Linked DNA regions of Mus musculus: regions 2, 3 and 4 are each linked to region 1. The links are chromatin contacts, called in public Hi-C and HiChIP or PLAC-seq maps. All regions are on one chromosome and are shown on one strand. Each heading gives the region's core, a stretch centred on a gene start, on an enhancer-like site or on the middle of the called end of the contact. The rest is flanking DNA. Distances are from core to core; before and after follow the strand shown. Region 1 holds the start of Glul (glutamate-ammonia ligase (glutamine synthetase)). Region 2 holds the start of E330020D12Rik (Riken cDNA E330020D12 gene). Region 3 holds the start of Dhx9 (DEAH (Asp-Glu-Ala-His) box polypeptide 9). Region 4 holds the start of Npl (N-acetylneuraminate pyruvate lyase).

Region 1 (6,977 bases), core at 1,749-4,248:
AGTGAGAAACTCAACTTCAAAGCACTTGCCATCAGACCCCCATTAGCCTTGGTACTGTGTGGGCCTGGACTGAAAGTTCATGGGTTCAATCGCTTGCCGCCTTTACGGGGGGTGGGGGGGGGCAGAAAATGGAGGCGGTGGCAATTTAGGGGAGAATAAAGGACAGACATAGCAAAGTCAAAGTGGAGGAACAGGCTGTTCTTTTAATTTCTCTAAGAGTACAGGTGGCTTTTCAGAGGGCAAGCCAGTTAAGGAGGGACTCTTCTTCCATGGTACACTCAAAGCTCCCTAGTCCAGTCCTTGAACTTGTCTGGGTCCTACTTCGGCTGGTTTAAACACATGTGGGGCCGACCAAGGGGGCAAAGCTGCCTGTTTACCCCTGAAAGTCAGTGGTCACATGAGATGTTCCTGGTCACATGAAAGGATCAAAGCAAATCCGCTTCTATTCTTGGAAACAGAGCAAATGTTCTCTTGATGCTGCCGCTGATGGTACTGTGGGGTCAATACGTGTTTATTGAACAGTCTGGACACTATTCGAGGGCTACGGGAGAATAAGCAGCCAAGGAGGTTAACATGTCTAGGAAGGGAAGCGGGCACTCACATGGCAGAAACACAAGAAACCCATGGAAAACAGCACATGTGCTCTGGAATATTGCCCTTTCTATCGTGTTCACTGCTCCCATTGTGGAGCCTGGTGAGGAGTGCTGAAGGCTGCCCTGGCTGATGACCGGCAGCTGCCATCTGGAATTCACTATCTCCTAACATAAGAACAACATCTCTCCCTTCTGACAACCCCTTTTCTAACCACCTAAGCTGAAGAGTTAAAAGAAGAAATGGGAAGACAGCCGAGCCCATTGTTGCTGAGTCTACACCTTACTTCCTTAAGTAATGGCGCAGCTCACTACGGAGGCAGAAAGCTGCATCACCCGAGTGGGCAGGGGGTGGGGGGTGGGGGGGGGTGCAGTGCCAGTGCCACAGTGCCGTTGGTGGGTCCTCTCTTCAAAAGAATGAGGGTCCCGGAGTTCATCTCCAGCAACCATGTAAGAAGTCATCTGCAATGCAGGTAACTTCTTCAAGCTGTGCAGAGGCAGATCCAGAAAGATCCCTGGGAGTCACCGGGCAACCAAGTTAGTTAAGTTGCAGTTACAAGTTCAATGTCAGACCCTGTCTCAAAAAAAAAAAAAAAAAGTAGAGGGTGATAGAAGACACCTAAAGTCATCCTCTGACCTCTACACATATGGATGCAGTGTATAACACACACGTGCATGTGTGCATACATGCATGCACACACAGAGTAATCATGGAAAGAAACGACTCAGTCTCTTCAGATTATATTGACCTATGAGATGACATCGTCTTCCTAACACTCCTCATGTTCCAGGTCCCACTGTCATCCCCGCTACAAATGCTAAGACAGAGCTTGTGTGGCTACTAATTTGGCTACTACTCAGAATGAACTTGGGTTTGCCCGACGTGAAGCCCCGCTGTTGAACAACCTCATGGTAAAACGCTTCACACAGTACTGACTAGGACACAGAATTTGCAAGGTGCCTTTCTGGTCCAAAGCCTATTCAAATCCCCACCTGTGGGGCATGCTGCTTCTGTGAGCCACTGTGTCAGACACACTCAGGGGAAATTGACAGAGGTTGACCTAACAGGCCGAGCTATGTGTGTGGGGTCACAGGCAACCTTTCTTTTTCATATTTGTGGTGCATACACAGAAGCAGAAGCACAAACTTCATCCCTTCCTCTTCCAAAGGCACTGAGAGCGTGGGTTTCTGGCATCTAGAGAGAAAACTTCATCTCGAATGCCAGAAGTCCTGAAAGATAAAGCCCAGCCATGAGGTGGATTTCATGTACTAGAAAGAGACTGCTCAGAGCATAGCATTAATAACAATATATGGGCCACGTCTATTTTTTTACAGGTAAATTCTGTGCACATTTTCAGCTTGTCTCACTACAGTATTCACACACTATCTCAGCCATCACTGCAGGGTTAAGAAAGGAAAGAGAAAACTCTCATTCCCTCTCCCCCAACACACACACACAGTTAAAAACAACTTGGGAAGCAAAGCCAGGGGTTCCCCCCACCCCTCTTGCTTTTTTGTTTGTTTTCTCTGTGAAACCCTGGTTGTCCTGGAATTCCCTCTGTAGAGAAGACTGGCCTCGAACTCAGGAGACCCACCCGCCTCTGCCTCCTGAGTGCTAGGATTAAAGGCGTGTGCCACCCCCGCTTTCCCTCCTGAGTGCTAGGATTAAAGGCATGTTGCCACCCTGCTTTCCCGGTCAACTGCTCTGAAAGTCCTTCCATCTGCTTTATTTTGCAGATCCAAGGAAAGGCTGAGAGACGGGAACACACACACACAAGGCAACATCAAATAGACTATGGACGTCCAGAATCCTCTTTATAGAAACATCACACTTGTGTTTAAACCGTGAAATCACAGTCTGACCACTTCCCCCAAATCCACTCAGGAAACCAGGAAGATAGGGTCCTCCAGGTTCTGGGAATCGTGTTTCTCTCTCTCTCTCCCCGCGCCTGATCAGGGCTCCCTGCCTCTCCCCAGCCCAACCCGTCCCCAGGCTCGCTCAACAAACAAAGGGTAAAATTCTCTTCTGGGGTTCTGGATTTTCAGTGACAGATCTCCTCGAAAACCTCTGTACCGTTAAGGAAGCAAAGAGCCGAGGCCAAATGACTCTGAGGAAGCCTCAGCCTGGGTCCGAGGGTCCAGAGGTCGCTTAAGAACGCAAGCTGCAAATGCATCCTGCACCTTCGGCCCTGGCCCTCCTCCAGCCGCCGCTGCCTCCCCTCCCCCACTCCCCTTTCTCTTTCTTTCTTCTGGGTCTCGCTCGCCCCACCCTGAGGCTCCCGCACAGTTCCTCGGCCAATGGCCTCAGGGCCCCGGCGCGCAGCAGCTGATGGGCGCGGGTTTCCTGGCCTAGGTCAGCCAATCAAGGCGACTGGGGGCGGGCACAAGCTGTCAATAAAAAGTACCGAGCAGCCAGCGACCCTGCAGAGCGGAGAATGGGAGTAGAGCAGAGTGTCTGAACAGCACGCTCACCCATCTCCTCTCCGCCTCGCTCTCCTGACCTGTTCACCCATCCATCATCCGGCCGGCCACCGCTCTGGTAAGCGCACGGAGGGTCCAGGAATGTACGGCCGCCCGGGCTGTGGGGTCGCACTCTACTTCCCAGCTCCAGTCAGCTGCTGTACGGAGCGGGATGCAGCGCTCGTGCCTCCCGCGTGTTTGCAGCGTGCGGCCCGGGCCGGCTCTGCTTGGTGTTCCTAGGACGCGCTGTGAGCCAAGCTCCGGGAAGGGCGGGGTTGCGGGTTGTTTTGATCTGTTCTATACTTGCGGCCGGAGGCGCCGCCCCGGGAGGCAGGCGCCGTTGGCTGGGGTTCACGCTGAGATGGGGGCTTTCCGGTGGTCCCAGCGGGAGAGGGTTCTTGCCTTAGGTGGGCGCAGGCGCCTTGATCCTCTCTTCCTGGCGGCGCATTTGGGGGGCGTCGTCACGCTGTGGGTGGTCTGGTTGAGGATGGTGGTCCTAAGCGTTGATGGCACCACTCCCCAGCTCCCAACGCCGTGTCCTAGGCCTTTACCATATGACCGAACAATGGAGAGCCGGAGCCCCGGAGTGGCCGGCGGGCTCCGCAGTGGAGAGGCCGCGCCAAGCGGAGGCAGCAGCGGCGCGCTGTGCCTCCCGCGGTCGCCCCACTCTCGCCACCCGGCCTCTACCCTCGCCGGGGTATGGCCCCCTGGGAGAGGCCTTGAGATCTACGCGGGCCCGAGGGTCGCGGCACCGACTTTCCGGACATTTTAGTGGGAAGGCTGCTTTCAAAGTGGATTGCCCCAACTCCTCCGGGGGCGGGAAGCGGGGATCCTCCCCCAGCCGCAAATACTCAAAGAAACCAACCATTGAAGACGTAGAAGATGGAGATTCTCGGTCCTCAGAGTCCCCTTCTAATACTTTAGGCTTCGTTGCCTACTCTGTGAACTCCGGGGAGAAGTCGAGGGTTAAGATTAAATCGCACCCGTCTTATTCCAGCACCTCCCCCTCCGAACGGTCTGGGTCCCCCACTCCATCGCCCTCGCCCAAAAAGCTCCGTTGCTTAGACCAGCGAGAAATCGAGAACGAGGAGAGGCATGAACACTGCTCTAAAAAGAGGAGGTCTAGAGAGTACAACCCCAGTGCATTTGATTCTCATTGGCTGGGGTGAGTAAAAGTCAGGGCGAAGGACCCCGGGTGCATCTGGCAACCCGCAGAAACTACTCAGAATTTTAAGAACCCATTCCACTTTGCACTACAGGGACACCAGTTGGTGCTATCTATGTACACTAGGCTGCTGGCACCCAGCTGGTCTCAGGGAACCAGGGCCAGAGGAGGAACTCAGGTTCCCCTAACAGTTCATTAATGCTGGATGTGTGTGTGTGGGGGGCGGGGGGCACGGCAGAGGAGGAAAGCTGATGAGTGGTGTAAATTGAAGCCATCTAGAATTACAATCCGGGCCTCTAAGTGGTGTAGGCAGAGGCTTTGGTTCTGCATCGGACTTGACAGCAGAGGCTCATCTGTTCCCCGGGGGAAGGGTGAGGCTTTTGGAGGGAGAGGCAGTTGTTTTCACTTGGGCAAACATGGACGGTTGCCCATAGAAACTTTGCCACTGTACTTCAGAAAGTTGCCCAAGTCATTGGAGGAGAACAATATGTTCCCTCTCCAGCTATCCGGGGAGATTAGGGAGGGAGGGGGGCATTTCCTCTTGTGTTTTGAGGCTGGTTTTTTGTAGCCTCACATTCATCGAAGATCTTGCCCCGACTCCTGTGGCTTGTAAACTTAGAAGTGGGATTTTTCTACGTACCAGAAAATATTATCCGGTGGGATCGTCAAATACTGTTAATTTTCACATTGAAATCTGTCTCTGGAGTAAGGCTTTTCACCACAGTAATGAAGTCAGCAGTTGAGGCCTGGTGTGGAGGGGGCATACCTTTAATCCCAGCTCTCAGGAGGCAGAGACTGGTAGATCCTCTGATTTTGAGGAAAGCTTGGTGTAAATAATGAGTAAGTAATTACTAGGACAGAGAGAGGGCTTGTTGAGATTTCTCTGTCTCAAAAAAAAAAAAAAAAAACCAAAAAACCAGTCAGCAGTGTGCTCCTTGGAGTATGGCTTTACTTTTTACCACCTTAGTGGTGGCAGATAATACAGGTCCTTTCTTTCTCCCAGGAATATGTTAGCCTTTAAAGTCTTACAGCTAGCCCTAGTATTTCATTGTGTAATCTAAAGATGGTGGTGGCATACACCTTTAATTCTAGCGTTCAGGATGCTGAGAGGGGCAGATCTAATTTGATTCTGAGGCTAGCCTGGTCGGCATAAGTTCCAGGGCTCCACAATGAGACTTTGTCTCAAATAAGTAGATAGTCTAAATGTAGGTATGTAGGGATTACAATGGGTTGTGTGTCCCTTAAGGTTGTTCCAAGAGCTGAGCGGTGGTGGCACATGCCTTTATTTAATCCCAGCACTTGGGAGGCAGAGGCAGGTGGATTTCTGAGTTCAAGGCCAGCCTGGTCTACAAAGTGAGCTCCAGGACAACCAGGGCCATTCAGAGAAACCCTGTCTCCAAAAAAAAAAAAAAAGGCTGTTCCAAAGAGTGGAAGACAAAGCAAGACTCAACAGTCAATTAGTCAAGTCTTTCTGTGGCAATAAGGTAGTTCTGTTGGTAGAATAAGATATTCTGTTAATGAACGTCTTGATATTTGTTCTCTCCTGCTAACATTTCTCAAGTTTAACGGTTATTAAAATCCCTTAACTAGTCCCCCTGAGGGGGCATGGTCCTTGTCTAATATAAAACTTTAAACCCCTTGAAAGCAGAGTGAATAATGCACCTTTGTGTGTGTCCAGTCCCAGAGGAGCGAGATCACCACGCACGCCAGCCTGATTCCCTTGCCGTCCCCTACAGTGGATCCCTTTGAATTCGATATTAATAAAATGCGATTTCTGTCTCTCTCCAGAACACCTTCCACCATGGCCACCTCAGCAAGTTCCCACTTGAACAAAGGCATCAAGCAAATGTACATGTCCCTGCCCCAGGGTGAGAAAGTCCAAGCCATGTATATCTGGGTTGATGGTACCGGAGAAGGACTGCGCTGCAAGACCCGTACCCTGGACTGTGAGCCCAAGTGTGTGGAAGGTGAGTGCCGGGGCGGAGTGTGCGCACGCCTGGGAGTGTACGCACAGCCTCGGATCCACCTTCCTTCTGTTTGGTTTGCAAGGCTTTTCAGACCTTAGTCAGTCACCCGTAAGTAAGCTGCTGCATAGTCTGGAGGCGCAGCAACAATGGAAGCCTTTCTTTAGATGGACTCTGGCGTGTGCTGGTACATTGAAGAAAAATACTGGGTCACGTTTGTGGGGGATGGGAGGCTGCTGTGTGCTAACCTGGCCAACCCCAGGAACCTAGTTTGAGAGGACTGGTGTAACTGGAATATGCTATCTAGTTTATAGAACAGTCGGTCTCAACCCTTCCTAATGCTTCCACCATTTAATAAGGCTAGTGTTGTGGCAACCACCAACCATAAAATGGTTTTTGCCGCTACTTTATAATTGTATATACTTCTAAGTTTATTTTAGTTGTAGCCTGTGTTTCTCAGCATAGACCAAGTAAGCCATAGCTGCTCAGGAGAGGGGTGGCCCCCTCACCATCTACCTGGCTTAGGATGGGTTACTCTTCCAAGGATGTTTCTGTTTGAGTGAACGAGTGACCAGATAACAGAGCATGGATTGTATACTTGGTACTTGGCAGAGTGTGGGTAGGTTCTTCAGTCTCTGCTTTCTGAGAACTCAGAGGTAACTGGAGAGTCAAACCCGACCACTAAGACAGTAGGGAAAAGACCAAGCAAGCGGTGGGGAAGCAACTGTTTATATACAAGCATAACTTGAAGTACAACAGTTGGACCTGTGGGGAATGGGAGAAGGGAGATGATGATGG
Region 2 (6,977 bases), core at 3,025-5,524, 490 kb before region 1:
GGATTTAGACCTGAGCCTAACAACAAGTCCATCACAGTTGAAGGGACTGCAGTGGCTCTAGGGAGCAGTGCAACCCCAGGATGTGGACGCTGAATGTTTCATAGTAAATATGAAATATAAAAGGATAGATGGAGTAGTGTCTCCCCTAAACTGCTAACCAAATATTTCTCTTTTGATGAAGCAATTTATAGAAGCAACTGGATCATTTCTTAGTATATTGGACTTCACTAGTGTTTCCTTTCTGTGTCCTCTTAGCAACCAAATGCCACACAAGTAGAATCCATGGTGACAAGCCCTCAGAGATTATGTTCAGCATCTCGAGTAATGTTTATTTCTGCAATATTGACCCCTGAGTGTGGTACAGGCTGTAAGAACATCCAGAGAATAGAAAAACAGTAGCTAAGGAGTTGAAAAACAGGCCACTAATGAAGTGGAAATTTAACGGTTCTTTGGAAAGTCAATTGTGTTATATAGTGTTTTACTAAGGCAAAGACATGAAGGACTGCTCTCCTGTCCATCCACGTTTTTCTCTTCTTCTTTTATAAATATGTGCTAAGCAACCCATGAATTTTCACATAAAATTCGATACCTAAGCAACCAAGTCAGAAACTAACGTCACCTTTAGAAAGATTTGCTTTTTTTTTTTTTTTTTTTTTCTTTTCTTTTGGTTTTTCAAGACAGGATTTCTCCATTTAGCTCTGGCTGTTCTGGAACACACTTTGTAGACCAGGGAGGCCTCGAACTCAGAATCTGCCTACCTCTGACTCCCAAGTGCTGGGATTAAAGGCGTAGGCCACCACAATCAGCTCAAGATTTGCCTTTGCTTGGAAATAATAGCAGACCACATTGCTGTCTAAAAATAACTCGGTTTCTCTCACTGATATATTTGACCCTTCTGAAAAAAGAAAATAAGCTCTCTCCTTTACTCTTTTAACATGGGAAGACATTTTTTTTTGTTTGTTTTTCCTGTCTGTGAAGTTGTTTTCCAGATATGTAGCTATTTAGCTCTGTTTTTCAGTATAGGGAGTTCTTGGAAGTGGACTTTTAAAGAGGCAATTCCAAGAATTCTATCTCCAGCTTGCTTGTGTGTGTCTCCTCTTGCTTCTCTAACTCCCCAGCCGCAGCCCTCATGAACTTACTTCTGCTTTTATAACACTCCACTGAGTATCCTGTAGCCAAATGCAGTCAGTGTCAATCTCTTTGGTAAAGAGAACACTTTTCTTACCATAACGTCCACATTCCATTTCCTCTTGTAACACATGTCGTTTTTGGTACATTTTCCAACCCTTACAAATGTCCTTTCTGGTACCACTCAAAAACCTAACAAATTTCATTTCCGGTACATACTCAAAAAAGCTTTCACAAAATGACTGTCTGGTTTTTTTTTTTTTTGGTTTTTCGAGACAGGGTTTCTCTGTGTAGCCCTGGCTGTCCTGGAACTCACTTTGTAGACCAGGCTGGCCTCGAACTCAGAGATCCACCTGCCTCTGCCTCCCAAGTGCTGGGATTAAAGGTGTGCGCCACCACGCCCGGCTGGTGTTGTTTTTTTAAGAATTATTCTTTCATATTAATTGTATGTAAGTCTGTGTGTCCTTTGGAGGCCCAAAGAGGTCATCGGATCCCCTGGAGCCAGAGTTACAGACAGTTGTGAGATGTGGGGGTTGGCAACAAAACTTGGGTCCCCTGCAAGAACAATACTTACAAGAACCCTACAGTGATTTAATCTAAACAAAATCTCCTGGAGCTGGAAGGATGGTTCAGAGGTTAAGGGCACTTATAGCTCTTGCACGAGAGCCAAGTTTGCTTCTCAGCTCCACTGGCACATGGCAGCCCACACCCACACATAACTCTACTTCCAGGGGATCTGAAGTCCTCTTCTGATGTCTATATACATGGTATACATACATACTCAGGTTAAAACACACAATCACTCACCCCCCCCCACACACACACACACTAAATCCTTTGAAATGTTTAAAAGCAGGGCTGGTCAGATGGCTCAGTGGGTAAGAGCACCGACTGCGCTTGTGAAGGTCCAGAGTTCAAATCCCAGCAACGACATGGTGGCTCACAACCATCTGTAACGAGATCTGACACCCTCGTCTGTTGTGTCTGAAGACAGCTACAGTGTACTTACATGGAATAAATAAATAAGTCTTTTTAAAAAAGCAAATGAAGAAACAAAATCTAATACTTACTCTTCGAGTTCTCTGGGTAAGTATGAATAAAATATTGCCTTAAAGTTACCAGATATTCCAAATCCTAGGGACTGGAGAAATAGATCAGCAGTTAAAGAATCTGCTGTGTAATCTTGAGTGCCAGCATTTAGATCCCCAGAGCCCAAGGGAAATGCCAGGTGGGTAAGGTGGCACACCTACAGTTCCAGCTCTCGGAAGGAGGAGACAGGGGATCCTGGGGACACGTTGGCTATCTAGACTTCCATCCTGGTGAGCTTAGGTTCAGGGGAGAACCCGTATCTCAAAGAATAGCATAGACAGCAATGGACGAGGAGCCCTGACATCAGCCTTAGTCTTCAGGGCACTCACACTCACGGACACACATGCCAGTGCACACACACACACACACAAACATGCATGCATGTCCCACATCCATTAATAAGATGAGAAATGCCTATTTAGGATCCATAGTCTACATCTATAGCATATAGTGACAGCAAGTGTTGATGTGAAATGAAAGCTATTATTGTATTTCTTAAAGATTTATTGATTTATGTATGTATTTACTTATTTACTTCTTTATTTATTATATGTATATATGAGTACACTGTAGCTGTACTGATGGTTGTGAGCCATCATGTGGTTGCTGGGAATTTGAATTCAGGGACCCACTCTACAGTCTGCCCCGCTTGCTCTGGCCTAAAGATTTACTTATTATTTTATCTGAGCACACTGTAGCTGACTTCAGACGCACCACAAGAGAGTGTCAGATCTTATTATGGATGGTTGTGAGCCACACTGTGGCTACTGGAATTTGGAGTTTGAACTCAGGACCTTCAGAAGAGCAGTCAGTGCTCTTAACTGCCGAGCCTTCTCTTCAGCCCATATCAGAGTTTTTATAGTCATGTGACATCCAACTTTCTGTTTTGCAAATAATGCACAAAATGCCAAGATGAAACCAACTAAAGACTGAAACAGAGCTCCCAGTCTGAATTTCAGTGCACATGTACAGACATGAACACTGTCTGCATATAGTGTGTCTTCCTGCATGCCTGCTGCATTGCTGAAGGGTCTTATTCACAGTGAGAACTGCTGTACCCAATGGATACAATGAGCACTGTGTACAAAAGGGTGGTCAACTGATCCACCAGAACAAAGACCCAGCTTTCCTTCCTCGCCTCTGCCAGGGTGGCACAGTAAGAAATGAATTTCCCAAAGCCTCAATTCCCTCAATAGAGTAGCTATTGCTATTTCCAAGTGCTCTGACTGCCCAGAACAAGTGTCAGTGTATCCGTGAGAGCAGCTCATGCCGTTCTCTGTCTGTGAGAACAGCCACCCACTCAGTCCCCTTCCCCTTCTCAGCGGCCTGTATTTACCACCAGAGTAGATGACAACAGAGACTGCATTTACTATCATTTATTTTTTATTTTTTAAAGATTAATTTATTTAATAAATGTGAGTGCATTCTCGCTGTTGCTGTCTGCAGACACACCAGAAGATGTTATCAGACGCCGTTACAGATGGTTGTGAGCCACCATGTGGTTGCTGGGATTTGCACTCATGATGTCTGGAACTGCAGTCCGTGCTCTTAATCGCTGAGCCATCTCCCCAGGCCCCAATATATTTTATTGTTTTTATTTTATGCACATTGGTATGGTTTCGTCTTCACATACGTCTGGGTTAGGCTGTCAGATCTTAGAGTTTTAGACAATTGTTAACACACACTTGTAACAGATATTGAAATATGCGGTAATTGAAGATAAATCTTCAAATGAAAAGATGCAGATATTGAAATATGCGGTAATTGAAGATAAATCTTCAAATGAAAAGATGCAGATATTGAAATATGCGGTAATTGAAGATAAATCTTCAAATGAAAAGATGAAAGAAATCCATAAGTATTCTTCCCAAATCATCATTGTAAAACACAGAAAAATGCCAGGAAGCTGCACTATAAGGACACTATATAGAAACATCTTGTAAATGCCAGAGGCACTTGTTGCGCTCACCTCGTCCAGCAAGAAAAACGCAACACGGTCCGATTCTTCTCAACAGCCTTCTTTATCTCAGGAACACCTCGATGCTGCTACGGGAACTCCGGAAACCCAGGGAGGACAGCTTATATACACCCCAGCACTGGGGAGAGCTATGTGTCCTCCTGGGATTGGTCAGTCTGCTGCCCCTTTGATTTGTATGCACCCGCTCGGGAGGGGTTGGCGCCAGATTTGGGCTAGCACCTGCGCAGTGGCATTGTTTATGGCGACAGTGTACAGGAGGCCGGCGCCATCTTTTAGGCGCCCGGCTGCCTACAGGCACTGACAAATGCTTACTTGACTTATCCTCTGGGCTCTGGGCCAGTCGAAATGAGCCTCCCTGTGTGGAGTTTTGTGGTGGCTGTCCGGAGTGTGTCTCCTCTTGTCTCTCTAACTCCAAGTCCCAGCCCACGTGAACTCACTTCTGCTTTTATAACACTCGACTGAGTATGACTATCCTGTAGCCAGTCACTGTCAATCATTTTGGTAAATACATCTCTTTTCATAGCATAACAACCTCGTTCCATTTCCTTTTGTAAAACACCTTCGCCGTTTCTGGTACATACTCAAAAGCTTACAACTGTATTTCAGCCCTACTCAAAAACCTACCACATTTCATTTCCAATACTCAGCACTCCCAATGTTCATCAGAGTTTGTCTGTGCCTTTCCAGTCTCCTAGCAACAATCCCTAGAGATAAGGAAGGTTCTGGAGCAGGGATGAGTTTGAGAGCGATAGGTTTTGTTTGTTTGTTTTATGACATTTATTTATTTATTCATTTATTTATATAGCTCGGGTCTGTTTATATAACCCTGGCTCTTCCGGAACTTGCTATGTAGTCCAAGCTGGCCTTGAATTCAGAGATCCACCTGACTCTGCCTCTCAAGTGCTGGGATTGATGAGATGTCCCACTATGCCTGGCCTAAAATAATTTTATTCATGTTGTCTATGTGTAGATACGCTCTCCTTAGCACACAAGTGTCTGTCAGAGGATCATTTTCAGTTCCCTTTCTACCACGTGACCCTCAAAGATCACAAGCAGGCCCTCTGGCTGGGTGTGGCCAGTAACTTTACCAACTGCGGTATAGCAATGGTCCCTACATCTATCCTGCCCCCTGCCCCCAAGATACACTGCTCTCCTCTCAATCCATGTTTTTCTCTTCTTGTTTTATAAATATGTGCCAAGCAACCCATGCATTTTCACATACAATTCGATACCTAAGCAACCAAGTCATAAGCTAATGTCACCTTTAGAAAGATTTGCATTTGGGGGTGGGGGGTGGGGTTCAAGACAGTGTTTCTCTGCATAGCTCTGGCTGTCCTGGAACTCACTTTGTAGACCAGGCTGGCCTCGAACACAGAAATCCGCCTGCCTCTGCCTTCCAAGTGCTGGGATTAAAGGCATGTGCCACCATGTCCGGCTCAAGATTTGCCTTTGTTTGGAAATAATAGCAGACCACATTGCTGTCTAAAAATAACTCGGTTTCTCTCACTGATATATTTGACCCTTCTGAAAAAAGAAAATAAGCTCTCTCCTTTACTCTTTTAACATGGGAAGACATTTGTTTGTTTGTTTGTTTGTTTTTCCCGTCTGTGAAGTTGTTTTCCAGATATGTAGCTATTTAGCTCTGTTTTTCAGTATAGGGAGTTCTTGGAAGTGGACTTTTAAAGAGGCAATTCCAAGAATTCTATCTCCAGCTTGCTTGTGTGTGTCTCCTCTTGCTTCTCTAACTCCCCAGCCGCAGCCCTCATGAACTTACTTCTGCTTTTATAACACTCCACTGAGTATCCTGTAGCCAAATGCAGTCAGTGTCAATCTCTTTGGTAAAGAGAACACTTTTCTTACCATAACGTCCACATTCCATTTCCTCTTGTAACACATGTCGTTTTTGGTACATTTTCCAACCCTTACAAATGTCCTTTCTGGTACCACTCAAAAACCTAACAAATTTCATTTCCGGTACATACTCAAAAAAGCTTTCACAAAATGACTGTCTGGTGTTGTTTTTTTAAGAATTATTCTTTCATATTAATTGTATGTAAGTCTGTGTGTCCTTTGGAGGCCCAAAGAGGTCATCGGATCCCCTGGAGCCAGAGTTACAGACAGTTGTGAGATGTGGGGGTTGGCAACAAAACTTGGGTCCCCTGCAAGAACAATACTTACAAGAACCCTACAGTGATTTAATCTAAACAAAATCTCCTGGAGCTGGAAGGATGGTTCAGAGGTTAAGGGCACTTATAGCTCTTGCACAAGAGCCAAGTTTGCTTCTCAGCTCCACTGGCACATGGCAGCCCACAACCACACATAACTCTACTTCCAGGGCATCTGAAGTCCTCTTTATACATAGATACTCAGGCTAACACACACACACACACACACACACACACACACACACACACACACACACACACACACACACTAAATCCTTTGAAATGTTTAAAAGCAGGGCTGGTGAGATGGCTCAGTGGGTAAGAGCACCGAGTGCTCTTGTGAAGGTCCAGAGTTCAAATCCCAGCAACGACATGGTGGCTCACAACCATCTGTCACGAGATCTGACACCCTCTTCTGCTGTGTCTGAAGACAGCTACAGTGTACTTACATGGAATAAATAAATAAGTCTTTTTTTAAAAAAGCAAATGAAGAAACAAAATCTAGTACTTATTCTTCAGGTTCTCTGGGTAAGTATGAATAAAATATTGCCTTAAAGTTACCAGATATTCCAAATCCTAGGGACTGGAGAAATAGATCAGCAGTTAAAGAATCTGCT
Region 3 (6,977 bases), core at 1,494-3,993, 410 kb before region 1:
CAATTTGTATATAATCAAGCTAAAATCTAAATAAAACCTTTATTTTGACCTATAGCCTAGACTGGCTTCAGCTACCATAAACAGACCAAAAACCAGGGAGGGGCCAGCAGTTTTTTAAGGCCACTCTGATTTACATAACCAGTTCTAGGCCTCCTATGATTACATAGTGAGACAATCTCAAAACAAAAACTTCTTGGGGCTGGAGATGGCTCAGTGCTTTCTCTTACAGCCATTTCTCTTTCAGAGGACCTTGGTTTGATTCCTAGCATCACAAGGTGACTTGCATATACACATTCATAACTCTAGCCCCAAGGGAGCCAAGGCCCTCTTCTGGCAAATGGTACATATACATACCCACAAAATATTCATGCATTAAAAAAAAATCATTTAGAACAGAGGAGAGGAGATCTATTACTACAGTAAGCTGTAAAATGACATCGCACACCAACCAAATCTGACCCCAATAGTCTTGTGGCTCACCAACTTTGACTAGTCATTTGGTAAAGCAGATGACAAAGCCAGATAATACAAATTCAGAAGCTAAAGACATAGAGGCCAGCCTGGTCTACAGAGTGAATCCCAGGACAGCTAGTGCTAAAGAAGAGAAACCCTGTCTCGAAAAAACAAAAAGAAGCTAAAGACAATAGACTCCTTCACAAGTCTGGCTGTTCTGGCTCAGGCATTTAATTCCAGCACTTGGAGAGCAGAGAAGGGCTGATCTCTTTAAGTTGGAGGCTACCAAGTCTACAGAGAAACCCTGTCTCCAAAACAAAAACCCCCAACATAAGTAAATGTACAAAGTAAATGAGTAACAAAATATAGGGCCTATCAAACCCCTTTGTCTCTAGAAAACCCATTTAATTTTAAACATTCATGCTAACTAAGTCCAAACAGATCGATACAGCCCTTAAGGCTCCAAAATTTACCCGAGGAAAATACTAATATTCCCATCTATAAACTAACTAGGCATCTCAGTAATAAATTTATACCTAAGTATATTCTTAGTTGCAACCCAACTTCACAATTGGAAATTCTAATCCGATCCCCAAAGATCTTTCACAGCTATTTCTTGAATCCTTAAAGTGGTGCTGATATCCTTAGTAGATTAGGAACTATTTAATCCTTAAACTGCCTATTGTACTGTTTGGTTTTACTTTTATTACTTTGAACTGAGGAAATTTAAGAAAACTGGAGAATAAAGAGTATAAATGGCCCCCTAGAAATACTCAGCGGTTAAGAGCACTGACTGCTCTTCCAGAGGTCCTGAGTTCAAATCCCAACAACCACATAGTGGCTCACAACCATCTGTAATGAGATGATGCCCTCTTCTGGTGTTTCCAAAGACAGCTACAGTGTAGTTATTTACATAAAATAGCAAGCTGGGCGTGGTAGCATACACCTTTAATCCCAGCACTTGGTAGGCAGTGGCAGGCGGATTTGAGTTCGAGGCCAGCCTGGTCTACAGAGTGAGTTCCAGGATAGCTGGAGCTATACAGAGGAAACCCTATCTCGAAAAACCAAAAAAACAAACAAAAACCCCACAACTTCTTTTACAGACCTAGAACTTATCCTCTTGTCGAGAGCCTAGATGGATGCCAAATTTTCCATCATGTCACATCTGCCCTGCTGTTTTGGCTCCAGAAATGCCTCCACTATTACTCGTTTGTTTTTCTACAGCTCCTCTCTCACTTGCCACCACTACCTGATACGTATACACGTATACTCGTATACACACACATATCGGAATAAATCAAATTTTGTTTTATGAGACAAGATTTCTATGTGTAGTAGCCCCGGACTCAAGAGATCGAACAATACCTTCCACCACCAAACCCCAGTGCTGGAATGAAAGGCTAGAGTCATGGCTCCCAATTTTGTGTTTTCATTCTTGCCACCCGGAAACAAATTCTTTCATCTCTTTTCGCACCCTCAGGTCACGTGGCCGGCCCTCCCTTCCTCCAGGAAGGTCTGGCCTTAGGCGTAACTGATCTCTCATTGCCCTTTGGAGCGGATACACTGTGCACCTCAAAGCCAGACTCAGGCTCGTGCACCCCTCAGACTGAGGCGCCCTCCCTTTCGACCGTTATCTACAGCGGGGCTATCCCGTTGCGCGGTGTAATTCCGCCATCACTTACTAAATCATGCATTCATTTTCCTACCACCTGCTCCTCATCCCGCCCCACCCAGCCATGCCCCGTCACCAGTGCGGAGCGGGAGGACCTGCAGCGAAGCCCCGGACCCCAAAGCGGGCACCCCCACGGGGCCCGGGTGTCCCGGATTAGAACCGCGGACGACCCCCCACCACCACGCGCCGGGTGGCGTCGAGCCGCTACCCCTACACGCAACTGATTACAGACACCCGCCGCCCGTCAGGCCGAGTGAGGAAGAGGCCTCCGAGAGCGGCCAGTCTGTGCAAGGAACCCCAGGGCCTAGGGCCACGGGAGCTCCGCTGCGCGAGGCGCCCACGGCCCGTAAATCCGGGTACCCGCCGCGCTGCCCCTCCCCCACACGCTCGCCCGCCCGCGCCTCACAACAAAGCCACGGCTGAGCCGCGGAGGCCGGCGTCGGCCCGCAGCAATGAGCCCGCGTCCGGGGCCGCAACGCCCCCTTTCTTACCCTCCTCCGCTTTTCCGTGCCCGAGAGCACAGCCTTCTTAGGCGAGTTCGCAGCGCCAACCTTCCACGAGAACGGCGAAAGAACACACCTCACCCGCATGGAAGCAGCGGCGAAATGGCTCCGACTGCAGGACCCAGGGGGCGGAGTCGGCGACTCGCGCCTGCGCGGTAGGCCAACTCCGGAGCCAGCACGCCCCGAGGGGGCGGGGCTTGAACCACTTCCGGGCGCCAAACCTGAGGTCGCGCGAGATCTGCTGGCCTAGGCCCATAATTTCCTGTCAGTCGCTAACCAGCTTGGTTTCTGGAAGTTATGTCTCCTTGCCTTTGTCTTTGTAGAGCAAGCTAGCCCACCACTTAACGCAGTCCACTTGCCTCCACCTCTGAAGGCAAAATTTAGAGACATGCCACCATGGATCTCCTTTTTGATAGTTTATCTTACGTAAGGGCAGTGTTACAGGATTAATCCTTTCAGAGTTTATCAGAATAGCCACTTTAAAATATGCCAAAGCAATGTATTTATGGGTGCTGTATGTTAAAATACAAGGACTGAAGTATTTCTGCTTCATCAAAATGCTGCAGGCAGCCGGGCAGTAGTGGCGCATGCCTTTAATCCCAGCACTTGGGAGGCAGAGGCAGGCAGATTTCTGAGTTCGAGGCCAGCCTGGTCTACAAAGTGAGTTCCAGGACAGCCAAGCCTACACAGAGAAACCCTGTCTCGAAAAACCAAAAGAAAAAGAAAAAAGAAAAGAAATAAAATGCTGCAGGCAGTGTGTAGCATGGTGGCACTTGCCTCCAGTCACAGCACCCAGGAAACAGAGACTGACAGACCTCCGTAAGTTCAAAACAGTCTGGTCTATGTTTAAGGAAGGCCAGGGCAACATAATGAGATCCTGTCTAAACAGCAAAGGAACAAAAACCTTAGAAGTTAAAAGCACTTGTTGCTCTTGTGGAAGGCTTGGATTCAGTTCTCAATCACACAGTGGCTCACACACAACCATAACCTCCATTCCAGGGGACCCAGCAGGTACAACCATGGTGCACTGACCTACAGGCCATAAGACATAAAGTAAAATGAATCTAAGACAAGAAAGAGAGCCCTGGCTTATTGGTTTATTGCCAGGGGTGGTGGTATATGCCATTAATCCCATTGTAGTAAAACCCATTACCCCACCAAAAAGAAAACCCTAGCTCAAGACACAACTTCTCCACTTACCTTTTGGCTGGGGAGAGGGACGAGGGACTCTTTTTTTTTTTTTTTTTTTTTTTCCAAGACAGGGTTTCTTTGTGTAGCCCTGGCTATCCTGGATTTGTAAACCAGGCTGTCCTGGGACTCACAGAGATCTGTCTGCCTCTGCCCCACCCCTCACCCCTCAGGCTGGGATTAAAGGCATGCTCCCAATTATCTCAAAATCCTGTGTTTTGTTTAGCTTCAAGTGAGAAGACTCTTGAGTTTAATACTTGTTTTGAGGGGTGTTGTATTTTTGAAGTACTGAAGAGTAACTCAAGGTTACCCTACTACTAAGCTACACTCAAGCCCAGCATCCCCAACCTAGTTGTCTGTTTGTTGTTGTTTTGTGAAAACTAGCATGCCTCAAGCCCCGATTTGATCTCCACCCATGCGAACAGAATTATGGAAACTTCCAAAGGAGAACGGTGTTTAAAACTCCTCAGGCCAGAGGGTGAGTGCAGCCCTCTGCTGGTCGGCTTGCCTAGTGTGCAGAGACAAGGGAGTCAGCGCAGAACACACAGACTGACAGAAATTTCACTTCTGCTACTTTCACCAACCCTTTCTCTATTTTAAGGACCTGCCTCCTTCACACGGTGTTCTAAATTCTACAGGGCCCCTGTGGGGTGGCTTCTTCCTCTCTGCTCATGTGACTTTGTCTGAAAATAAAAATGCAGATCTTGACCCCGGGTGATCCAGCTTCCAAACTTTCCAAAGCCCGCAGAGAAAAAAAGACTTGGCCCATTGAGAGGATCTTCTTTTTTTATTTTTATTTTTTAAAGATTTATTTTATTATTATATCTAAGTACACACTGTTACACTGTTGCTGTCTTCAGATGCACCAGAAGGAAGCCTCAGATCTCATTACAGATGGTTGTGAGCCACCATGTGGTTGCTGGTATTTGAACACATGACTTATGGAAGAGTAGTCAGTGTTCTTAACCACTGAGCCATCTCTCCAGCCCGAGAGGATTTTCTACCCATTGTCTCACTGTGACCTTCCCGCCCTTGAACTTACCCCAAGAAAAAGATTTGAGACAAAAAAAAAAAAAAAAAAAAAATCCCCAGAGACAGCAGGATATCTATTTCCTCCCCCTAATTTCTGTCTCTTGGGATATTTGGTAGAAAGGAGAGCAGTATGAACCTTGATTCCAGGAAGAGAACTGAAGAAAAAAAAAGAGCTGGGCTCAGTGGAGAGAGTGCTGCTTGGAGTCCCTGACATCCTGAGTTCCAGCTCTAATATCATAAGAAACTGAACATGGCACCTAAGGTTTGTAATCTCTGCAGTCAGGATCCAGAACCAAGGGGATCAGGATTCAAGGTCAGCGTCTTCAATAAGCAGGTTTGAGGCCATCCTTGTGACACGGTGCCAGACCTTTGAAGCACAACTGACTCCAAGATGTAAGCACTGTTCATTGTACCATCCAGGCTGTAAACTCAGTGTGGAGACAGCACCGCCTGCCAAAACTAAAAGTCTCCATCCATCAAAGTCCACAGTTATGGAAAACTTACTAACTGTGCTAATTTCTCCCGTGGTTCTGCTTCTGTGGACCTGCTCTTTTAAGTGAAGGATATCAACCCAGGACTTGATTTTTTTTTTCTTGGTGTTTTTGAGACAGGGTTTCTCTGTGTAGTCCTGGCTGTCCTGGAACTCACTTTGTAGACCAGGCTGGCCTCGAACTCAGAAATCTGCCTGCCTCTGCCTCCGGAGTGCTGGGATTAAAGGCGTGGGCCACCACGCCCCGCTAGGACTTGATTTTTATGTTTCAAAGCTCACCTGAGAAAGGCAAAGGGCTACACTGGAATCCCAAACACCAGAGTAGTCACCACCCAGCTAATAAAGACTTTCTATTGGCTTAAACCCACGTCAGAGCAGTCTTCTCTGTTGAGCCCCTCAACAGTCCTGAGACACTAAGACCCTTCCACAAAGCAAAGCAAAACAAAACAAACCCAGAAAATTAAAAAAGGTGAGGTTTAGCCGGGTGTGGTGGCGCACACCTTTGATCCCAGCACTTCGGAGGCAGAGGCAGGTGGATTTCTGAGTTCGAGGCCAGCCTGGTCTACAAAGTGGGTTCCAGGACAGCCAGGGCTACACAGAGAAACCCTGTCTCGGAAAAAAAACAAAACCAAAAACCAAAAACCAAAACAAGCTGGGTGGTGGTGGCACACTCCTTTAATTTCAGCACTTGGGAGGCAGAGGCAGGCGATTTCTGAGTTCGAGCCCAGCCTGGTCTACAGAGTGAGTTCCAGGACAGCCAGGGCTATACAGAGAAACACTGTCTCGGGGGAAAAAAAAAAGGTGAGGTTTCTAAGAGAGTAAAGGGTCTTTGCTAACAAGCCTGGGAATCTGAGTTTGATCCCCAGGACCCACATGGTGAAATCAAAGAATCTAGTCCCTCTAGTTGTCCTCTGACCTCCACACAGGTCATGTTGTTGTGCTTCACACACACACACACACACACACACACACACACACCACTCACACACATGCATTTAATGTAAATATATAATTGAATGCAAGCTGTGAAATATTAAGGTAGATACAACATTTTAAAGGTAATCAATGAGACTAGAGTTGTAGCTCACTGGTAAGGATTGGGTTTAGCATCTCACTGGTAAGGATTGGGCTTAGCATGCGTATAGCCCTGACTTTAACCTCCAGCACATCCATACTGCGGGAAAAGCCAAGCCCAGTACAGCAAGCCTATAATCCCAGCTGTATGGGAGACAGACTCAGGAGGACCACAGGTTAAGGCCTGCTTGGGCTACAGAATGAATGTGCTCAAAGCCAACCAGGGCAACTTGTTCTGAGACTCCATCTCAAAATAAAATGGGGGTTGGGGGGTGTTGAGAGCCCAGCAGGAGAGCAACTGGTTAGCATGTATGAAGCCCTGTGTTCAATCCTCTATATTTAAGAGATAGATGAGAGAGAGAGAGAGAGAGAGAGAGAGAGAGAGAGAGAGAGAGAGAGAGAGACTGGACTACTGATTACTGTTAAGTTATAGATCTTCTTTGTCTGCTCTCCTTCCCATCCCCCCAATACCCCCCCAGGTAAATTCTCCTATTTTCCTCTCCCTCTCTTCCCTTATCCCCTTGTGCCACAACCTTGAGGCTCTCACAGAATTTTCTCACTCCCC
Region 4 (6,977 bases), core at 2,494-4,993, 350 kb before region 1:
TTCTCTCACTTTTTAAAGATTTATTTTTATATGCATTGGTGTTCTGCCTGCATGTATGTCTGTGTGAGCGTGTCAGATTCCCTGGAACTGGAGTTACAATTGTGAGCTGCCATGTGGGCACTGGGAATTGAACCCTGGTCCTCTGGAAGAGCAGTCAGTGCTCTTAACCATCTCTCCAGCCCCAGAATTCTTTTCTCTACTCACATCTTAAGCTGGCATCCCACCAAAACTCAGTATTTAAAGATTTCAATGAATCATTAGCTATCTCCATCAAACCAAGTATCCTCTGGTATTCTAAATCTGATATTATTTATTTTGCAGCTTCTGTAGACTTTTTTGGGTCTCTCTCTCTCAACATTTTTGTGCATGTGTCTAGGTCTACAGGGCACACACAGCACATGTGCAGAGGTCTGAGGACAACTTGTGGAAACTAGTTCTTTCTTTTCACAAACTCAGGAGGTTGTCAGGCTTGTCAACAAGCTGTTGAAGAAGTTTTTGCCTTTTTTTTTTTCCTTGAGGCAGGGTCTTTGTAAGCCATCCTGGCCTCTAGTCACTGTGTGTCGGAGGGTGATCTTGAACTCCTGTTCTTTCTGTCTCTCCGGAATTATTGGCGTATGCCACCATACCCAACCTCTACTTGTAAGCTGTACATTAAAGGCATGTACCACCATGTTTTGTTCTTTTTTTTTTTTTTTTTTTTGTGGTTCAAGATGAAACCCAGTTTTTTGGGCATGGTATGAACTTGGTCAACTAAGCTACACCCCAGTTAACATCTGGTTTTCTTTCTTTCTTTTCTCCTTTATTTTATTTTATTTTTTTGATTTATTTATTATATGTATATGGCTACACTGTAGCTATCTTCAGACACACCAGAAGAGGGCATCAGATCCCATTACAGATGGTTGTGAGCCACCATGTGGTTTCTGGGAATTGAACTCAGGACCTCTGGAAGAGCAGACAGTGCTCTTAACCTCTGAGCCATCGGTCCAGCCCAACACCCGCTTTTCAGCTCATGTGTAATGACTACATAGGTGACTGAATGAAACATTCGGACTGAAGCTGATGGCCAATTCCCTGACAGATACGCCCTGTTGGCACAGGGAGCATTATTTCTTTTTTTCTTTCTTTCTTTTTTTGCTTTTTCGAGACAGGGTTTCTCTGTATAGTTCTGGCTGTCCTGGAACTCACTTCTGTAAACCAGGCTGTCCTTGAACTCAGAAATCCGCCTGCCTCTACCTCCCAAGTGCTGGGATTAAAGGCATGCGCCACCACTGCCCAGCTGGGAGCGTCATTTCATTCCCTCATGTGGGACTGATGGTGCTTTCCACCGGGCAGAGTGAACCTGACCGTCCTAACGTGGAAGACCCAATACACAGTTCCCATAGAGAGGAAACGAGCATTCTAGGAGAGAGCCTGGATCAGCAGGCAGGTGGAAATGCCCACTACAGGTCTCCATCTGTCATCCCTACAGCGATCTTAAACCAAGATACCTAAAGTGAACTACCACCTTAGCCCTCAAGTCCTCTCCTTTCCTTACAGGGTAGCCCTAGAGTCGGACTGCATCTTGGCTCCACCATTTCTCTCCTGTAGCGAGGATACCACTCACAGTGTTTACAGGGTCAAATGAATGAACTGACACAGTGCGCTTGATGGCTGTGCCGGACGCATGCGCTGTGCTCTCTGTGAAGTTCTGTCATTAATGGGAACAGTCATTTGTGCTGCTGCCTCCTCCCCAACACTCAGCACTTTTGCCCACTGAGGTCCCAAGTCACATAAACTCTGTTATCTCCTTACCTGGAACTTCCTCCTTCCCCTCTCCTTCCGGTCTCATGACAAACCCCGTGCTACCTTTTATCTGGGTCAGTAATCATCGACCCAGGTCCAAGAAGGTTAAAATGATAAGAAGCTGAGTGCTTGAAGCAATCAGCATTAAGCATCCTACCAATGGTCAGCTCTGGCTACACAGACTCCCATCTTCTTGTGCTTCGGGCTGCATTTATTTCATATTTGATAAGAACATCTTTAAGTTCTGATCGGGAAGCCTTATACATCTTTGAAAGCTATTAAATGAATCACCACTTAGATGCAGTTTGAGCTAAAAACATAGGGCCTGTGAGAGAAAAGGAGGGGGGCTGGCAGTCACTGTAACACCCCCAGAACACCCACATTTCTAATCTTGTCTCTATCCTAGTCAGATGACATCAACTTCCTGGCCTGCTGGGAAGGTTTCTTTATGCCTCCAGGGTTTCTCTGTCTAGCCTTGGCTGTCCTGGAACTCACTCTGTAGACCAGGCTGGCCTCGAACTCAGAAATTCGCCTGCCTCTGCCTCCCGAGTGCTGGGATTATAGGCATGCGCCACCACTGCCCAGCTGGGAAGGTTTCTTTATGCCTACAGTGTACCAGCTCCACTGTTCAAAAACATTCCCGAGGCCACTGCCTGTTTCCCCCGTGGCTTATCTTTGCTTCAGAGCATCTGTCTCCCACTTCAATCCCTTCAGTGTAGCTCACTTTTCAAACTCACTCTAAGAGTCAAGGAATTGCTATGCATCTGAAGACCAGCATCTGGGAGGTGGAGGCAGGAGGGTTGGGAGTTCAAACCCATCTGTGGCTGACCACAGGCTGACAGCGGAGACCAGCCTGAGTTACTTAAGACCCAGTTTCAAGGACATCAAAACAAGCCGGGCATGGTGGCGCACGCCTTTAATCCCAGCACTCGGGAGGCAGAGGCAGGTGGATTTCTGAGTTCGAGGCCAGCCTGGTCTACAGAGTGAATTCCAGGATAGCCAGGGCTATACAGAGAAACCCTGTCTCGAAAAACAAACAAACAAAATCATCAAAACAACAAAACCCAGAGGATTCAGCAGAGCATGGCAACACACATCTTTGATCCCAACATTAGATCCGTGAGCAAGGCCAGCCTGGTCTACTTGTAGTTTCAGGACAGCCAGGGCTACATCATAGAGATACCTAGTCACAGAAAAGAGAAGAGAAAAGAGGATTTCTTGATCCTCCAAATAGGAAATTGTTTAACTTCAGATTTCCTCCTGAACTGTTACTTTTCATTAAAAATCCCAGCGTTATAAGCAGGATAGAAGCTCATTTCTGTTCAACACTGCAAGCCCCTTGGAGGCAGGAGGCTCAGAGTCTGCGGCCAGTTTGAGATACAAGATCAACTTGGGAATATTATGCTTTGAAATATTTCATATTTGAATTAAGAGCAAATAATCACAGTGCTCTCGCACCCATGACTTAAAGTGAGCTTGGGATGTTCTTGTTGAAACGCCGGGGAGAGGGTAGATCCCTGGAGACCTCATCCATGTGAAGGAATGCCAAATTACAGACAAAAGTTGGCTTAAATTTAAAACCGCCAAGTTTTAAAAGGGAGGAGGGGGAAGTGATGTAGTTCCGAACAAGGAGAATGACTTGAGAAATACTTGGCAAACTAGAAATGAGATATTGAAAAAACACAAAACATGAAATACAAGCAACCTCTTCTATAAGAGATAGGTGTATTAGAGCTAACGGCTAAATTCCCTTCTGCTCAAAGGCTTAAGAGACCGATTCTGACAAGGGTTCCCGGAGGCCAGGCTACGCGGGTCTGCAAAGAATCCCCGAGTGTCACTGGCCCCAGGCGGCAGGGTCGCCCTCAGTCCCAAAGCTACCCTGCCCAGCGTACCTGACTTCACTCCTCTGCTCGGTGGCGCCGCGCTCACCTAGGCTGCTGTGCACTGGAGACGCGATCTCCTCTGAGCAGCGCGGTTGCGCTTTTAACTCAGGGGCTGCGGGACCACGTGGGGCCGCGCGGGGAGCCTGGGGGTTGTAGTTCCACGTCGGGCCGGGGAGCTGCTTCACCGGCTGGAATCCCGAGACTGCACTAGTTGCTCCTTCTTGGGTGTGGCCACAGCCTATTTTGTGAAAGACTCGTAGCTCCTGCACCTCTTGGATACCCACTGTCCTTATTATTCTGAGTCCGGGAGTTCTCCTCCTGTTCAAGTCCTGCAAGTGCCAAGTCTTGTTTGCATTGGATGTGAGATGTTGTGATACAGTGGTGGCTGCCTAGCAGCCACTTGGCTCTCTAGACTGACACTACTGCTCCAGTCCTGCCCATTGCCTTGTAGGAAAAGGGAGAAGTGAGAAGATTTTAAGAGTGGATTACAGGCCACAGGTGGTTGTGCGCTCCTTTAATCCCAGCACTTGGGAGGCAGAGACAGGAGGATTTCTGGGTTCAAGGCCAGCCTGGTCTACAGAGTGAGTTCAGGACAGCCAGGGCTATACAGAAAAACCAAAACCAAAAAACAAAACAAAACAAACAAACAAAAAACAAAAGAAAAAAGAAGCTGGGCAGTGGTGGCGCACACCTTTAATCCCAGCACTCGGGAGGTGGAGGCAGAGGCAGGTGGATTTCTGAGTTCGAGGCCAGCCTGGTCTACAGAGTGAGTTCCAGGACAGCCAGGCTACACAGAGAAACCATGTCTAGGGAAAAAAAAAAAAAAAAAAAAAAGAAAGAAAGAAAGAAAGAAAAAGAAAAGAAAGACTTTTGAAAGTGAAACAAGTATTTTTCTTTTTTGAGAGTGATCCATATTAATTTATTGGCATAGTCAATTTATCAACAAGATGGGTGGGTAGTCTGTCCCCAGGAGGTGAGGTTGATTTCCATCTGCCAGAAGAGGTGCCCACACCCTTCATTCACCTTGAAGACTCAGCACTTCAGGCTTCAGTCAGGTTCTCACAGTCTTATCGGTCTTATCAGTCTTATCCTGGAATTAAAGGCGTACACCACCATGCCTGGCTTGATGCTTATTATTTTATTTAGGGAAAATATGTTTTCTTTCTAGCTTGCAAAGTGCTCTGGACTCCATTGTGGTTGTTTGTATGCCTGTGTGCATCTCTTTCGTTCTCTCTCTCCCTCTCCCCCCCCCCCCCCGTTTTAATTTTAAAAGTTTAAACTTTATTTTATTTTGTGGGTATAGTTATCTCTGTACACAACATGCATGCAGTGCCCATAGAGGCCAGAAGAGGGCACTAGGTACCCTGGTACTGGAGTTACAGACAGTTGTAAGTTACCCTGTGAATGTTGGGAATGGAAATATCCACTCACAAAGAGAGTCATGAAGCCTGAGCTACACAGTGAGACCCATCAAAAAGGGGTGGGGTCGGGAGAGGAGGGCTCTTAATGTATAAGGCTGTGTTCTCACTAGTTTTAGGTTAACTTGACACACAAAACTAGTGTTATCTGAAAGGAGATAACCCCCCCCCCCCAAATGCCATTGGGGATGTATTAAGAGAATGATCCTGGTACAGCCACTGTGGAAATCATTATGGTAGTTCCTCAGTAAACTAAATACAGAATACCACACAGGTGTGGAACTGCATGTCTGTAATCCCAGTGATTGGTAGGGAGAAGTAGGAACATGAGTTTGAGGCCAGCCTAGGTTATGTAAGACCTGGTTGCATTCCCCCTGAAAAGCAAACAAACAAAACCTACCATGTGATTCAATTGTACCATTCATGGGAATGTACCAGAGAGACATATATACTCACATACTCACAGGACTGCTCAGCAATTCATGATAGCCAAGCTATGGAAACAGTCTAGACAGGTGAATGGGGGGAAAGTGATGCCTTTATTCAGCCACAAAGAAGGATGAGATTATGGCATTTATGGGAAAATGGGTAGAACTGGAGATCATCAGGTTAAAAGAAATAAACCAGATTCACAAAGACACATTTCCTTTAATGTGCAGAATCTGTCTGTCTATCTATCTATCTATCTATCTATCTATCTATCTATCTATCTATCTATCTATCTATCTATCTATCTATCTTTCTATGTACCCATCTAATGTATGTATGTATGTATGTATGTATGTATGTATGTATGTATCCATCTATCTATCCATGTACCTATCTATGTATCTATATATGTATGTATGTATCTATTTATCTATTTTTCTATGTATCTATCTATATATCTGTGTATGTATATATGTATGTATGTATGTATGTATCTATCTATCTATCTATCTGCATTCTAATACACACACATGTATATACATGCCTTTCTATGACATGGAAGTGGAGGGGGATTATGGAGGGGAAGGAAGGGGTTCAAAGGGAGTGGGAGGAGAAGGGAGCAAGAGAAAGTAAGGAGGGAGGACAAAGGAAAATATCCTTCACATGAGGAATTGAGATCTAATAGTATAAGGGGACTATCTGAGAGGAGAGGGACCAGTGGGGTGGGGGTTAAAGTAATATGTGTGTGGGGAATTATCAACAAAGTATAATGTTGCATATGCATGAAAATGTTACCTTTAATCCCAGCACTTGGGAGACAGGGGCAGGCAGATTTCTGAGTTTGAGACTAGCCTGGCCTACAGAGTGAGTTCCAGGACAGCCAGGGCTACACAGAGGAGAAATCCTGTCTTGAAAAACAAAACAAAACAAAAACAAACAAACAAACAAACAAACAAACAAACAAGTCTATGAAAATGTCATGATGGAATCCATTGTTTTGTGTGTTGTCTTTGTTGTTGTTGTTGTTGTTATTTGTTTATTTTGTTTTTGGACACAGGGTCTCTATGTAGTTCAGGCTGCCCTGGAACTCTTTAGCTAGACCAAGCTAGCCTTGAACTGAGACATCCTCTTGCCGCTGCTTCCCTAGTGCTGGGACTAAAAGCATGCACCATCATGCCCAGCTATGTGCTGCCTTAGTGAGGGGTTCCATTGCTGGGATAAAATACTATGACCAAAAGCGACTTGGGGACGAAAGGCTTTCTTTGGCTTACATATCTCAGCTCACATCCCATTGGGGGAAGCCAAAGTAGAAACTCAAGGCAGGCACCTGGAGGCAGGAACTTGCTGGCGACAGCATACTATGACAGGGACTGCCTGCAGTAGGCTGGAATGGAGACATCTCAGTAGCCCAAGGCAGCTCTTTGTTAAAAATAGTTGTTTCCATTTCTCCCAATCTTAACCC

The links. Hi-C and Micro-C count contacts between places; a contact is called where the count stands out from the background. HiChIP or PLAC-seq counts read pairs in DNA pulled down with a chosen protein or histone mark.
Region 2: a contact with region 1 is called in an H3K4me3 HiChIP or PLAC-seq map of bone marrow-derived macrophages, with 5 times the contacts expected there. The contact joins the promoter of E330020D12Rik here to the promoter of Glul in region 1. A contact is called at or near these places in 1 of 484 Hi-C or Micro-C datasets (the G1E-ER4 cell line) and 1 of 115 datasets of contacts at active chromatin or transcription factors (bone marrow-derived macrophages).
Region 3: a contact with region 1 is called in an H3K4me3 HiChIP or PLAC-seq map of embryonic stem cells, with 12 read pairs. The contact joins the promoter of Dhx9 here to the promoter of Glul in region 1. A contact is called at or near these places in 1 of 39 promoter capture datasets (erythroid cells), 7 of 484 Hi-C or Micro-C datasets (CD4 T cells, the G1E-ER4 cell line, hematopoietic stem and progenitor cells and 3 more) and 3 of 115 datasets of contacts at active chromatin or transcription factors (embryonic stem cells, extraembryonic endoderm stem cells and memory CD8 T cells).
Region 4: a contact with region 1 is called in a Hi-C map of nephron progenitors, with 4 times the contacts expected there. The contact joins the promoter of Npl here to the promoter of Glul in region 1. A contact is called at or near these places in 8 of 39 promoter capture datasets (3T3-L1-derived adipocytes, the C10 cell line, the HPC-7 cell line and 4 more), 5 of 484 Hi-C or Micro-C datasets (LSK cells, bone marrow-derived macrophages, embryonic stem cells and 2 more), 8 of 115 datasets of contacts at active chromatin or transcription factors (astrocytes, bone marrow-derived macrophages, embryonic basal ganglia and 5 more) and 2 of 9 other capture datasets (adipose tissue and embryonic stem cells).

The regions. Positions count from the first base shown.
Region 1 is chr1:153,896,931-153,903,907 of GRCm38.p6, forward strand. It overlaps Glul (glutamate-ammonia ligase (glutamine synthetase)), which reads left to right and starts at 2,999. Exons shown (of 7, transcript NM_008131.4): 1 at 2,999-3,129; 2 at 6,004-6,182. The coding sequence starts at 6,017. Gm38440 (a long non-coding RNA gene) reads right to left here and starts at 2,846. Exons shown (of 2, transcript XR_387481.3): 1 at 2,665-2,846; 2 at 1-1,820. Mir8114 (microRNA 8114) reads left to right here and starts at 2,996; the gene lies at 2,996-3,106.
Region 2 is chr1:153,409,959-153,416,935 of GRCm38.p6, forward strand. It overlaps E330020D12Rik (Riken cDNA E330020D12 gene), which reads right to left and starts at 4,275. Exons shown (of 4, transcript NR_033736.1): 1 at 4,187-4,275.
Region 3 is chr1:153,484,917-153,491,893 of GRCm38.p6, forward strand. It overlaps Dhx9 (DEAH (Asp-Glu-Ala-His) box polypeptide 9), which reads right to left and starts at 2,744. Exons shown (of 28, transcript NM_007842.2): 1 at 2,617-2,744.
Region 4 is chr1:153,545,971-153,552,947 of GRCm38.p6, forward strand. Npl (N-acetylneuraminate pyruvate lyase) reads right to left here and starts at 3,744. Exons shown (of 12, transcript NM_028749.1): 1 at 3,678-3,744.